Regions from separate parts of the Mus musculus genome. Here all the other regions are linked to region 2. A link is a contact called in public HiChIP or PLAC-seq data. All regions are on one chromosome and are shown on one strand. The core of a region is the stretch at or near the end of the contact, and the rest is flanking DNA. Distances in the headings are between cores, read along the strand shown. Region 1 overlaps Map3k13 (mitogen-activated protein kinase kinase kinase 13). Region 2 overlaps Vps8 (VPS8 CORVET complex subunit). Region 3 holds the start of Ehhadh (enoyl-Coenzyme A, hydratase/3-hydroxyacyl Coenzyme A dehydrogenase).

Region 1 (3,712 bases), core at 12-2,511, 420 kb before region 2:
CAGGAGCTCTTGGGTCACAGCTGCCATGGCCTGCTTTGAATGGGATCTGGGAATTCGAATTCAGTTCCTCATACTCCTGTGGCAAGACCTTGTCACTGAACCATTGCTAACTACAGGGTAAGCTTCTGTTGTTCATATGTTAATCTTTTTATTTTTTTCTTTTGTTTTTTTGTTTTTTGTTTTTTGTTTTTTTGAGACAGGGTTTCTCTGTATAGCCCTGGCTGTCCTGGAACTCACTTTGTAGACCAGGCTGGCCTCGAACTCAGAAATCCGCCTGCCTCTGCCTCCCGAGCGCTGGGATTAAAGGAGTGCGCCACCATGCCCGGCTTTTGTTAATCGTTTTTGTTGTTGTTGTTGTTGTTAATCATTTTTTTTTAACTCACACGAAAGTTGTATGTATTTACAAGGTACCAAGTGATATTCTGATATATGTATTTGTTGTACAGTGTTCCAATCAGGGACTGGAGAGATGGTTCAGCAGATAAATGCATGTACTGGATAAATGCTCTTCCAGAGGACCGGAGTTCAGATCCCAGCACCCCATCAGGTGGCTTACAACCACCTGTGCTCCAGGACATGTGATACGCCTGGCCTCTGTGGGCGTCCACACTCATGTGGTCATACACAGACTCAAATATAATTTAAAATAATAAAAGTGGGAAAAAATCAGGGTAACCATGGTAGTCTCCTCCAACAATGATCATTTCTTTATGCTGGAAATATTCCAAATCCGTTCTTCTAAGCTTCTTTAATTCAAAATTAAAAAAGAAGAAGAAAAAAAGAAATCCCAAAGTTTAAGTGTGGTGGCTCGGGCCTACAATCCTCGTATCCAGGAGGCAGAGGAAGGCAGGCTCCAGTGATTTCTAGCAGCATAATCTACATACTAAGACCCAAGCTAGCAAGGACCACACAGAGAGACCTTGCCTCAAATAAGCAAACAAACGACTCCGAGTGAGGGAGGAAGCGAGGTGAGCTATTAAGCTATTATCTTTACCTGTCGTGACGAGAATTGAAGAACTTTCTTCTAATTATAACAGCATCCATTAGTCAGCTTCTCCCCCCTCCCCCGCCCATCCCTCTGCACAACCTCCCAGTCTACAGCAAGCACCATCCTAGTCTCTGCTTCTTTGAGATCAGCCTTTTCAGACTCCCCGGGAAGGCCAAATCTGAGCAACTGAGAAAGCTAGGGGAAAGATGAGGGAGAAGGAAGTGGCGATTCACCAGTGTTCCTGCTCATGTCTGAACCTTAGGGTGAGAAGAGGGGCGGGGTCAGCTGACCTGAGCACTGGGGTGAGAAGAGGGGCGGGGTCAGCTGACCTGAGCACTGGGGTGAGAAGAGGGGCGGGGTCAGCTGACCTGAGCACTGGGGTGAGAAGAGGGGCGGGGTCAGCTGACCTGAGCACTGGGGTGAGAAGAGGGGCGGGGTCAGCTGACCTGAGCACTGGGGTGAGAAGAGGGGCGGGGTCAGCTGACCAGAGCACTGGGGTGAGAAGAGGGGCGGGGTCAGCTGACCTGAGCTCCTCCCTGCGCCGGCGAATCAGTTCTTCATCTAATCGGTGTATACAGGTCCCTTCACTTTTGATTTTCTCAAAATGTTTCTTCACTTCTTCTCTCCATTCAGCCTGAGTGAGGAAAGTTTAATTTTGTGAATGTTGTAGTTTCCTTCCCTGACGGGTCCATAGGACCGTGTGCAAGGCATTTCCTTCTGTGCCTCTGCATGCTTTCCCCAAACTTCCTACAAGAGCTCCGGCAGGGGAGTGCCAGAAGTGCCAAATCAAACCCCAAACATCCCCACCCCACCCTCTGTCCTGACACAGTGCTGTCTCTTTTCCAGTTTCTCCACAGCAGTGGCCATCAGAACAGCACAGGGTACAGTGATCTGGACAAAAGTGATCAGCTGACGGCAAGGGAGTATGGAGGCAGAAAGAAAGTCCTGCTGACGGAGGTTCACAGGTCTGGGAGGTTCTGAGTCATCTTCACGTCCGCTGTCACACTGGCTTTGCTTAGGACAAAAACCCAAGAGAAGCTCAGAAGCCCAGCATCCCAGAGAGACACAGCCCCTGCTTGCACTGTTAGGAGTCCCATGAGAATGTCAAGTACACAACCATGACACATACGGACAGGTCAGACCTACATAGGCCCCTGGGAGGCCCTGTGAGCTCTGCTTAGTTGATTCTGTGGGCCACGTTCTCGTGGTTTCTTCAACCTCCCTGGCTCCTACAATTCCTCCTCCCTTTCTCACTAGGATTCCCTAAGCTCCGTCTAATGTTTGGCTGTGGGTCTCTGCATCTGCCCCTACCCTAACATTTATTTTTGCATTTAATTTTTAGTCAATAAATATATGTAATAAACTGTCTCTTCTGACAATAAATCTTTGAAATAATATTGGGAGCCACTGCAGAGATGGAATTCGAGTCAGAAAAATTCATTTTAGAAACTTAATAACATTAAGTGAGAAAAAGCCATATGTCTACTATGAAAGTTAGTACTAATGGTTCAGTTCTAAGCTGGGCCCGTGGTGCCGGCCTACAAGCCCAGCTATTTAGATAATGAGGCAGGAAGAATCCCATGTTCAAGATCTGTCTGTGCTATAGAGGGAGTTCAAGGCCAGCCTGGGCAACTTAGCAAGACCTTGTATAAAAACAAAACAAAATAAAACAAAACACCAACAATAAAGTCTAAGGTAGAGCTGGTGGGAGAGTGATTGCCCAGCACCTGAGAGGCCCTAGGTTCCACTGCTAGTGCTGCCACGATGATGATGATGATGATGATCTTGTACACACAGAGGGATTAATTACCACTATGCCTTGTGATCATGCCCGTGTCTGGCTAGGGATAGGAAACATTTCCTCGTCTCTGCTCGCTCCTTGCTCATAGTGACAGTGGGCAGAGCACCATCCTTACTGCATTTTCACCCAACAGCCATACTCCTCCCCTTCTCTGGCTCCGTGCCTGTCTAGCCTGCTCTGTCCTCAGTCTGGAGAGTCTAGTCTGGTGGCCCGTGACCTGCTTCAGCCAGTGTGGCACTATGGCAAGCACGATGCCATGCAGCATGAACATCACCTGTACTGGCCTTGCTTTCCTGATCCATTTGCCACTGTGAAAGCAAACAGGAGTGAGGAAGCCTGAGCTAGCCTGAGGCGGGCCTAGCCTGAGGTGGGGCTAGCTTAAGGCGGGCCTAGCCTGAGGCCCAGCTAGCGGCCAGGCAGGACAGAGGAGCTCTAGCTCCTAGCCAGACGCCAACACACCTGTTAAGGGACCACCTGGGACCAGCCACCTTCCTGCTCACCTGGGATCTGACTACAGACATCCAGGTAATTCCAAAGCATCACAGAAACTGTGTGGCTTAAACTGCCTACAGAATGGTAGGCTAAATAAATACTTTTTTTTTAACATGTAAGTTGTGGGAAATTTTAGTACAGTGACGGCTAACAGATGCTGTAATTCTGTCGTGGCTGTGTCTGGTCCTCAAGTTCCTGCCCTAGTTTTCAGCTTTTGTGCATCAAAGTGAGCAAGGCCTTCATGAGGAGCAGCAGTGACATTGACTCCAGTATAGCCTCGATGCGGCCCTCACACCCTCTCCCCTCTTAACGACGCCACCAGGATTCACAGTCGCACCTCCAACTATCACAGTTACTGTCTCACAACGAATAGGGTCATGTGACTGTTACGTGGTTAACAGTACTTCTTAGCTGTCCCTTCAGTCCCACGA
Region 2 (4,218 bases), core at 328-2,827:
GGTAAGACCCAACTGTGCAAGGCACCAGGTGCTTTGGCTTCAGGCCATAAAGAAACAAAGCTGAACTTATTGACATTTCACAGTGCTAGAAGGTGCTATGTAGGCTGCTGGGGGAGAACTATCACTAATGTGAGGCTTTCAAGTTACAGCAGGTGCAAGCCAGTCAAGGTGTGCCCACTTAAGGGGATAGCCAGCGTTTTTCTGATTGGAGTTGAAGCCTGCTCTACAGGAGGGAACTCACTCTGGTAGCCTGATCAAAAGTCCAGTCCTAGTGAGGAAGCTACAACTGTTTTGCCAACTGGGCATGATGTGCCTCTCAACTTGCCTTCTACATATCCATGCTGATGCCAAAGCACTGCTGCTCTTAGGCCTGGTGAGAGAAGCTTTGACACTAGGCGGTGGTTAACGAGACAGGTGACCCTTAGTACTCAGATACCAGCTAAGAGGGTATCTACACCACCTGCCCCAAGGTACATCGCAAAAAAGAAACATACGAATGTGAGGGCCAGAGGAAGAGTCAGAGTGTCATGGAGCCTTCATAGGACCTACGCTGGATTTGGTCCATCGAGAGGCATAGAGAGGGTCCCACCACTTCTTGCAGGTGCACAGGCAGTTTACTCACTGCTGAGGGAAAGGATTTGCAAGAAAGAAAAGACAGGAGACTAGACACACACGTAGAAGTGGATGGGGTGGGAAGAAGAAAGGAAAGGGAGAGAAGAGAGGGCAACAGGGGTATAATCAAAACATTACATACACATGCATGTATGGAAATAGCAGAATAAAATTAACATATAATAATAAAAACTTACGAAATGCCCCTCCTGTTCAGAAGCCATCCTCCCTTCATTTGAGTAGGACAAACAAAAGAAAGGCATAAATCCAAGAGCTATCTCCTCAACAGCACTTCACTTCAAACTGAAATGCACCATCTTGCTCCCTCTTCTCCTTCCCTCTCTTCCCTTTCTCCCTGCTAGGAAGCCAGACTGGACTCAAAATCACTGTGCAGCAAGAGATAGTCTTGAACTGAATATCCTTGGGTCTCAGTCACCTGCAAGTTGGAGTTATATAAAGTGTCTCATCACAATCCAACATCTTCTCCTGCCGGTCCACCTCACGTGCCGCTTGCATCTCAGCCTTGGTCAGACAGGCTTCTCTTTGCAGTGGGTGGGAGTTAATGCAGACTCACAGCTGGTCCAAGTGCTGAGAGCGAGTGATGCTGAGTGCCCAGCTCTAAATGGACCTGCCATCAGCTCCAAGGAGAGCCAGCGGGGACTTTAGCCTTATTCAGGATGTGCCCTTGGTACAACAGTGTGGGACTGGTAAGGGGTTAACCAATCACTTCCTGGTCGTATTTCAGGCCTGCTCCAGAGGAGGAAATTCATTTCTCGTACTGTGATCCTGGTCAAGAGCCCATGCCTCAAGAGGTCATGGGCCCTACCAGGGCCTCTGCTCGTGGGCCTGAACAGACTGAGCCCTTGGGGATGAGGGCTGACACCCTGCTGTTACTGTTGCAGGGGAGGGGCATTCCTTCCAGTAAACAGCCCCAACCTATGCACACAGGCGCAGCCCCACTTAAAGCTGGCAAGTCACATGACAGTGGGAGGAGAGCTGCTCACAAGACAGGCGCAGGAGGGTGTTAGGAGAGTACTGGGGGTCAGTACACTAGGACTAAAGATATTTCTAACTCCTACCTAGCTACACCTTTCAAATCTAGTAAACAAATTTGAATCTAATGTTTAATCTTGTCAGGTTTATACACAATTAAATGGGATTTTCTTATCAAGATCATTTTCAATTTTGACTCTTGCTGCTACCTAGCCCTGACAGGCTTGTCAATAAACTAACTTTACTTATGTCACTGATAAAAACTTGGGTATGAGCCGGCGGTGGTGGCACATGCCTTTAAACGCAGCAGAGGCAGAGGCAGGCAGATTTCTGAGTTCGAGGCCAGCCTGGTCTACAAAGTGAGTTCCAGGACAGCCAGAACTACACAGAGAAACCCTGTTTTGAAAAAAAAAAAAAAAAAAAAAAAAAAAAGACAAAAAACAAAACTTGGGTATGAAGGTATGCATGCGCGCACACACACACACACACACACACACACACACACACACAGACACACACATACACACACACTATATGCACATATACATATATGCAAAGATTAATCACAGGAGCCTGACATTACAGACTGGTAGAAAAGGAGGATATAACCTATACAAAACTGGCTTTCTGTGTCTGGTTTTAGAGTGCTCTTTCAGTGGATAGAAGAGTATCAGTGCCGCTTCTATATATAAATAGTACTACGGCAAAACATTTACTGAAAAGTGCCTACTCCGCCCTGGTAATAAACTGATCATACAGAAAAAACTTAAAAATATGAAAGTACATTAAGAGAGAATGAATAACAAGCCACCAAAAATATGTTTGTGTGCAAATGCTGTGACTGGGGATGTTCCACAACACCTGGGGTCTTCAAGATGTGAACAATTATATTGTAGCTACACACGTCACACACACTGGGCTCTGGCGTTAATTTCTCTAACACGTAACGTTTATCTGGACTTTTTGAACTATGTTCACACGAAAAGAAGTCTTGTTCAACTACACAGTGAAGAACTGCAGATGGAAACCCTGAAGTCCAAATGTTTACATTCAGTCACTAACTTCCTTGTTATGTGCCCTAAGCGACTTACCTCGTCTCTCTGTGCCTGCATGCCATGTATAACGGGGAGCAGTAACAGCGCCTGCCTTAGAGAGTTCTGCTAAGAATTACATGGGTGATATGCAGCAACCATGCACTGCCTAAACACGACTCTGCCCGCTCAAAGCCTGGTCCCTGGGGTGGGGATGCTTAATGATGGTTGAACTTTCAGGAGCTGTAGTCTGGTGGAAAGTTAATTATGTCTCTAAGAAAAGAAAATGTTTTCCTCATAGGAGTCCATGAGAGCAAACTGCTAAAATGAGCCCAGAACCTTTGGAGTACTGTTGGGTATGCACTACCCAACACTCACACATACCCTTCTGACATGACAGTGCCGTTTTCCTCAAAGCCCCCACCTAAGGTGACTGACCAGATACCAGTGCTACACTCTCAAATTGCAAAAAAGGTGAGCTGAATGGATCTATTTTTGCCTATAAAGTAACTAGCTTTAGATTTTTTTCATAACACTAAATAGATTAAGGCAAAAGGTTTGTAATAGAGTCTGTCATTAGATGTTTAGAAACCAAAAGATTAGGTGTTTACTAGAATTATTTATTTTAAATTTTGAGCACAGGCAAAGATGACTTGAATTTCTGATCCATCCTCCTGCCTCCGCCTCCTATGTGCTTTTTAAGTGTGTGCTGTCTCCTACATAATACTGCAGCTCAGACCCAAGTCTTGGTGCCTACCAGGCCAGGACACTGCTGGGTACCTAGCCAGCCATGTGGTTATCACCATGATTAGCCACTTAACTCAGTCCCACTCAGTGGCGCACTGTCATCTGTCTGCTCTGGACACAGCACTACATGGCTGTTAAGAGCTGGGCTCTGAAGTCCGGAACACTCAGATCTGAGTCTGGGCTTTACCACTTTAGCAGCAGTACTATCTTGGAAAGTAACTTAGCCTCTGAGCTTCCTCAGATACAAAGACGACAAAACATTATGTCTACATTTCGTGGAACGGTAAGAATTCAATGAAAATGAAAGGCACACACTTTTCACATGCAGATCTATCTGTTCAGGGAATCTCTGTCAATCATCACTGGTTGGTTTGCCTGGATGGTTAGTTGTTTGATGGACTGCTTGAACTCCTTAGTGCTTTAGTAGGCAAAATCTGAGCTGGGTTATTCTCCTCTTTGAAGTCTTAGAAGTCTCTTCTAGCATCTAACTTTAGGTAAATAGTTCTCTCCATATTTGTAGATGTTGTGAATTTGCAAAATGTCGAACTCTGAATATGAAACATCACCCACACCCACGGGCTCATGTCCCCAGCACTGTCTGTCTGTCTCTGTCTCTATCTCTGTCTCTGTCTCTCTCTTCCCACCTCCTCTCAAATAATTCTCCCATCTTTCCCTATTGGTTGCTTCTTTTTATTAAAACATACTTTTTGACAGTCATTCTTTAAATGAATGCCTCTTGGGGAATTATGTTATTACTAAAACATTAAAACTTATAAAACTTACAAAGCTTATCTTTTCTGACTACACCTCACTGCATATTTTTTATTATAGTGAA
Region 3 (3,881 bases), core at 1,123-3,622, 300 kb before region 2:
ATCTCACAAGCCCTATTTGCTTGTTTTGAGGCCTCATCTATATAGCCCAGGGTGGTCTCAAACTCACAGTGATCCTCCTGCCTCTACCTCCTGCATATTTGGATTGCAGGCTCGAACCACTGTAGTACCATAACACCGTGTTCAGCAGAGCCAATGCCAAAACACTATGGTTTTGTGATCGGACTTACTGTAAAACACAAGATGATAACAATGATCAAAATGGCCACATACTGTTATTGTTGTTTTATTATATTATTACTTTTGGTGCACGCTTGAAAACTTACATAATGCAAAGTTAAAATGATAATGGTCAGTAGTGACTCATGAATATTTTCCTTCCTTTCAATGAGACTGAATTTAAACTATACCAAGGAATCCTTGTCTGATAGAAAACAGATTGAGCTTTTCAGTGGATAAGGATCTGGAGATGGTAAGAGATAGCCAACCCTGTTCTTCGAGTAGTTAGAGACCTGCATGGTCCAGCAGGCAAAAACTCAGTATTTGTGACAGAGTTCAGCATTTACCCTCTGGGCACTGTAGTGGTTTCAGGGCTTATAGTGATTTTTTTTGAAGCATTAACAAACCTGAGATACCCTGTGAACATAGGATGTAAGATGACACAGTTGCTACAGTGAAAGAGTGAGGTGCTTGCCTAAGACAGTGATATCCTATGAAGTAGCACTGTGTATGTAGTAAGAATTTTGTTTCTTTTTTGAAAACAGTTATGGTGTGTGAATATGTTTTGTTTTAGTCCCAGGTGTGGAATATGGGGTTGCTCTCACAGCAGCTGACTATGATTCGTCTCATGCTCTGGCAGGGGTGTGATTCTGCCAAAAAAAAAAAAAAATTAGTTTACATTTGGAATTCTGTGGACTCTTGAAAGGGTATAAAAATGCCAGAGACCCAGAAGCTGTGGAGGCTGCTGCCCCCCTGCTGCTGCTGCCGCTGCTGCCTCCACCACTGCTGCTGCTGCTGGTTCCTGTTGCTGTGAGCAAAGATGAGAAGAAGAAATTGGATATCCTGAAGACAAAGACTGGACTTGCCCCTAAGGAACTTGATGCCCTTAATCAGCAGAAAGTAGTCTAAACAGATCTACGCCCCCTTTCCCTCTAACTCTCTTTCTGACTGACCTAGTGTTGTGGGGTTGGAAGGGATTGGGGTGGAGAAAGATAGTAGGTAATCCAGGAACGTAGCCAAAAGTATGGTTACATTTGTAAGACAAAATAAGTAAAATAGAAGGATATGGAAGATCAAAAGACTATCTACACACAGCAACACGGTAGAACCTGCTTAATTGGCATCCATGAACTCAGCAACTTTGGAACCCATGCTTGTAGACAATTCTGTACCATTAGGAAAAGAGAACCCACTGTGCTGCCACCTAGCTGTATCCCTATTCCTCTGCCACTTACAGAGGGACTAAGTGATAGGAGGCTTTGCTGTTGAGGAGCACTGGCAGAACCTGATTGGAACTGCCCTTTGAACTTTGTTCCCTAAATGCCTTACTTGCCTTTCGCTGGTTCTGCTCCCACCGAGGTGCCAACTGTAAACATCCAAGCCATTTAATGGATTTATATTAAAGCCTTCACCAAGAACCCACTGTGGGAGACACCACAGAAAGTTCCGTGCTCAATTAAAATAAAAGTGCAAACCTAATGGCCAGTGACCGAGTCCTACAGATGGAGATTATAAAGTGTCTTGAGATGACTCCAAAGAGGGCTTATTATCGATCCTTGCTCCAAGGGGGTGGGGTGTAATAAGGCCACTCAGTGCTATTAAACCTTGAACTCTACCTGCTCAGGTTCCTAGGATGCTGGGACTGATTTCTCCTAGACACCATACCTAGAAGTAACATTCCTAGAAATAATATTTAGACATTGTTAAAACTTGTGAAACATCAGTGAAGATTTACAAGTACGGTTTTACTTGTCAACCTGCACACTGTCTTCTGTCCACTTGGTGGACTTTGGCAACCAAGAGGAGCCATGCGCAGCTGGAAGGACCGTGCCCCAGGCTGTTTTAGAGGGAAGAGACAAGGCATGGTTTATTGTCAGGCTGCAGCCTACGTCCAGCCCATAATATGTGTGCAGTTCCTGGATGAACTGTGAAAAATCCCAGCCTTTAGGAGGGACAGAACTAGAGAAGGCCGGGGCTTCGTGCCCTGGTAAATGGCTGTTTTGTGAACATGTGATTGACGTTGGTGGTGTGACCCAGCAGTTTGGCTTGCCTGTGGACATTCCCTTTGGAAGCATAGGAAGATCGCGCTCCTTGGAGCGCAGCCCGCCCCAGGGAGCACGAAGTGCAAGGGGCAGGAGGCGGTAGCAGCGGCTCCCATTGGCTCAGAGCACGCCCCTCCTCTCAGGGCGGCCCAGAAAAGGAGCCCCGGGCTGCCCCAGACATCAGAGGCGCAGGATACCTTGAGAAAATGGCTGAGTATCTGAGGCTGCCCCACTCCCTGGCTATGATCCGCCTCTGCAATCCACCGGTCAATGCCATCAGGTAACACCGCCCGGACAGTGGGGTGTGGCGGGTCTAGGAGGGGGCTTGTCTCAGCTGGAAGGGCGGGCCAATGAGCAGCTGGCTCCGGCCTTCCTTCTGTCAGCTGTTGACCTCACTGCGAGGCCCACGTTTGGTTCTGGCGAATCAGGAACTTACAAAGGTGAGGTTGATGCAGCAAGTGTCTGCTTGAACCCCTTCCTGCAACCTTACTGCCGGCTTGCAACCCCAGCGTCTCTGTGATGCCAAAAGCTATAGTTAGCTGACTCGTAGAAAAGCAGAGTTTAGTGCCTTGAGTGTCAACTCTCCCTGTCAGAGGAGGCCTACTGGATAGTATTTTCTGAAAAGCTGAAGTTTCATTTACACCACCTGCAGTGCCCTCCTGTGCAATGCACTTAGCACATTACTATTATAAATGAGATCTGTCTTCTTGAAAAAATGATATTCATTTACCCTGTTCACTCCATATCACCGGCGAATAGAGTATAATTCTATATTAGCCTCAGGAGGAGTCACCCATACATTGCAGAAGTGGTGGACAGGATTGTGACAGATACTGTATAATTTTCACTGGTGAGACCTTGCTAAAACCCTTTTCTCAGGTGAGACCTTACAGTCTAAAGGACAAACCTAGGTACAGTTCCAGCCCTGTTCACTCTGCAGGGGACCAATGCAATGGATTTAGGCTTACTTTCAGAACAGGGTGGTGCGCTGGGGGCAGGTTGGGGGAGGGGAGGGCGGGGACAGGAGCATGAGTGACTTTAGAACTGCCACATTGGAATCAGCCCTCCCCAGCAAAGATCATGACTCCCCGTGGCAGTTAAGAACCCCTTCCCCAGCCGAGCGTGGTGGCGCACGCCTTTAATCCCAGCACTCGGGAGGCAGCACTTCTGAGTTAGAGGCCAACCTGGTCTACAAAGTGAGTTCCAGGACAGCCAAGGCTACACAGAGGAACCCTGTCTCGAAAAACTAAAGAAAAAAAAAATAAATAAAGAACTCCCTCCCCTAATCCTTCCCTACCTATATCCTCTAGTCCTTCCTAGAGACCCAAGGGTACAATTAGGGCAAAGAGGGGTGGCTGGATAATCAGAGTGTTCTGGTCCAGTCCTTCTATGAAAGTCTACCACCAACAAGCCCAGCATTGGCGATCTTTGGCAAACAGGCTCAAGCCAAACTTGCAGCAGTTTGGCTGGGAGAATAGTCCTGTACAATGGATGAGAACAACTAACCGTTCACCCGAGAGAGGGCATCTGTGACCGGCCAAGTAAAGGATTCCACCCACGTCTAGCTCGGTAGATTAGTGACTTTACTGAGGTCAGTTACAAGAGTATAGTTGCTTCTGAAACAACGGAACCCCTGGAAAGCCCACCCCAACTCGTGAGGAG

Evidence for each region. HiChIP or PLAC-seq counts read pairs in DNA pulled down with a chosen protein or histone mark.
Region 1: a contact with region 2 is called in an H3K27ac HiChIP or PLAC-seq map of embryonic stem cells, with 6 read pairs. The contact joins two enhancer-like sites. A contact is called at or near these places in 1 of 39 promoter capture datasets (hippocampal neurons), 3 of 115 datasets of contacts at active chromatin or transcription factors (double positive thymocytes and embryonic stem cells) and 1 of 9 other capture datasets (embryonic stem cells).
Region 3: a contact with region 2 is called in an H3K27ac HiChIP or PLAC-seq map of embryonic stem cells, with 5 times the contacts expected there. The contact joins the promoter of Ehhadh here to the enhancer-like site in region 2. A contact is called at or near these places in 16 of 39 promoter capture datasets (the 3T3-L1 cell line, the C10 cell line, the HPC-7 cell line and 9 more), 2 of 15 datasets of contacts at CTCF or cohesin (the NIH/3T3 cell line and large pre-B cells), 6 of 484 Hi-C or Micro-C datasets (the CH12 cell line, the N1E-115 cell line, bone marrow-derived macrophages and 3 more), 14 of 115 datasets of contacts at active chromatin or transcription factors (the 230-238 cell line, the SCID.adh cell line, astrocytes and 9 more) and 3 of 9 other capture datasets (embryonic stem cells, liver and pancreatic islet).

What each region holds. Positions count from the first base shown.
Region 1 is chr16:21,906,575-21,910,286 of GRCm38.p6, reverse strand. It overlaps Map3k13 (mitogen-activated protein kinase kinase kinase 13), which reads right to left. Exons shown (of 13, transcript NM_172821.3): 7 at 1,513-1,622. Among named protein-coding and RNA genes, the nearest start is that of Map3k13, 16 kb to the right of the region's middle. Within about 2 kb of position 1,261, at least 37 of the 459 cell types and tissues checked have an H3K27ac peak or open chromatin away from gene starts, as enhancers often do. A contact at or near this core is called in embryonic stem cells, where this site is marked.
Region 2 is chr16:21,483,245-21,487,462 of GRCm38.p6, reverse strand. The region is part of intron 20 of Vps8 (VPS8 CORVET complex subunit); the gene reads right to left. Among named protein-coding and RNA genes, the nearest start is that of Vps8, 62 kb to the right of the region's middle. Within about 2 kb of position 1,577, at least 9 of the 459 cell types and tissues checked have an H3K27ac peak or open chromatin away from gene starts, as enhancers often do. A contact at or near this core is called in embryonic stem cells, where this site is marked.
Region 3 is chr16:21,786,325-21,790,205 of GRCm38.p6, reverse strand. It overlaps Ehhadh (enoyl-Coenzyme A, hydratase/3-hydroxyacyl Coenzyme A dehydrogenase), which reads left to right and starts at 2,372. Exons shown (of 7, transcript NM_023737.3): 1 at 2,372-2,499. The coding sequence starts at 2,426.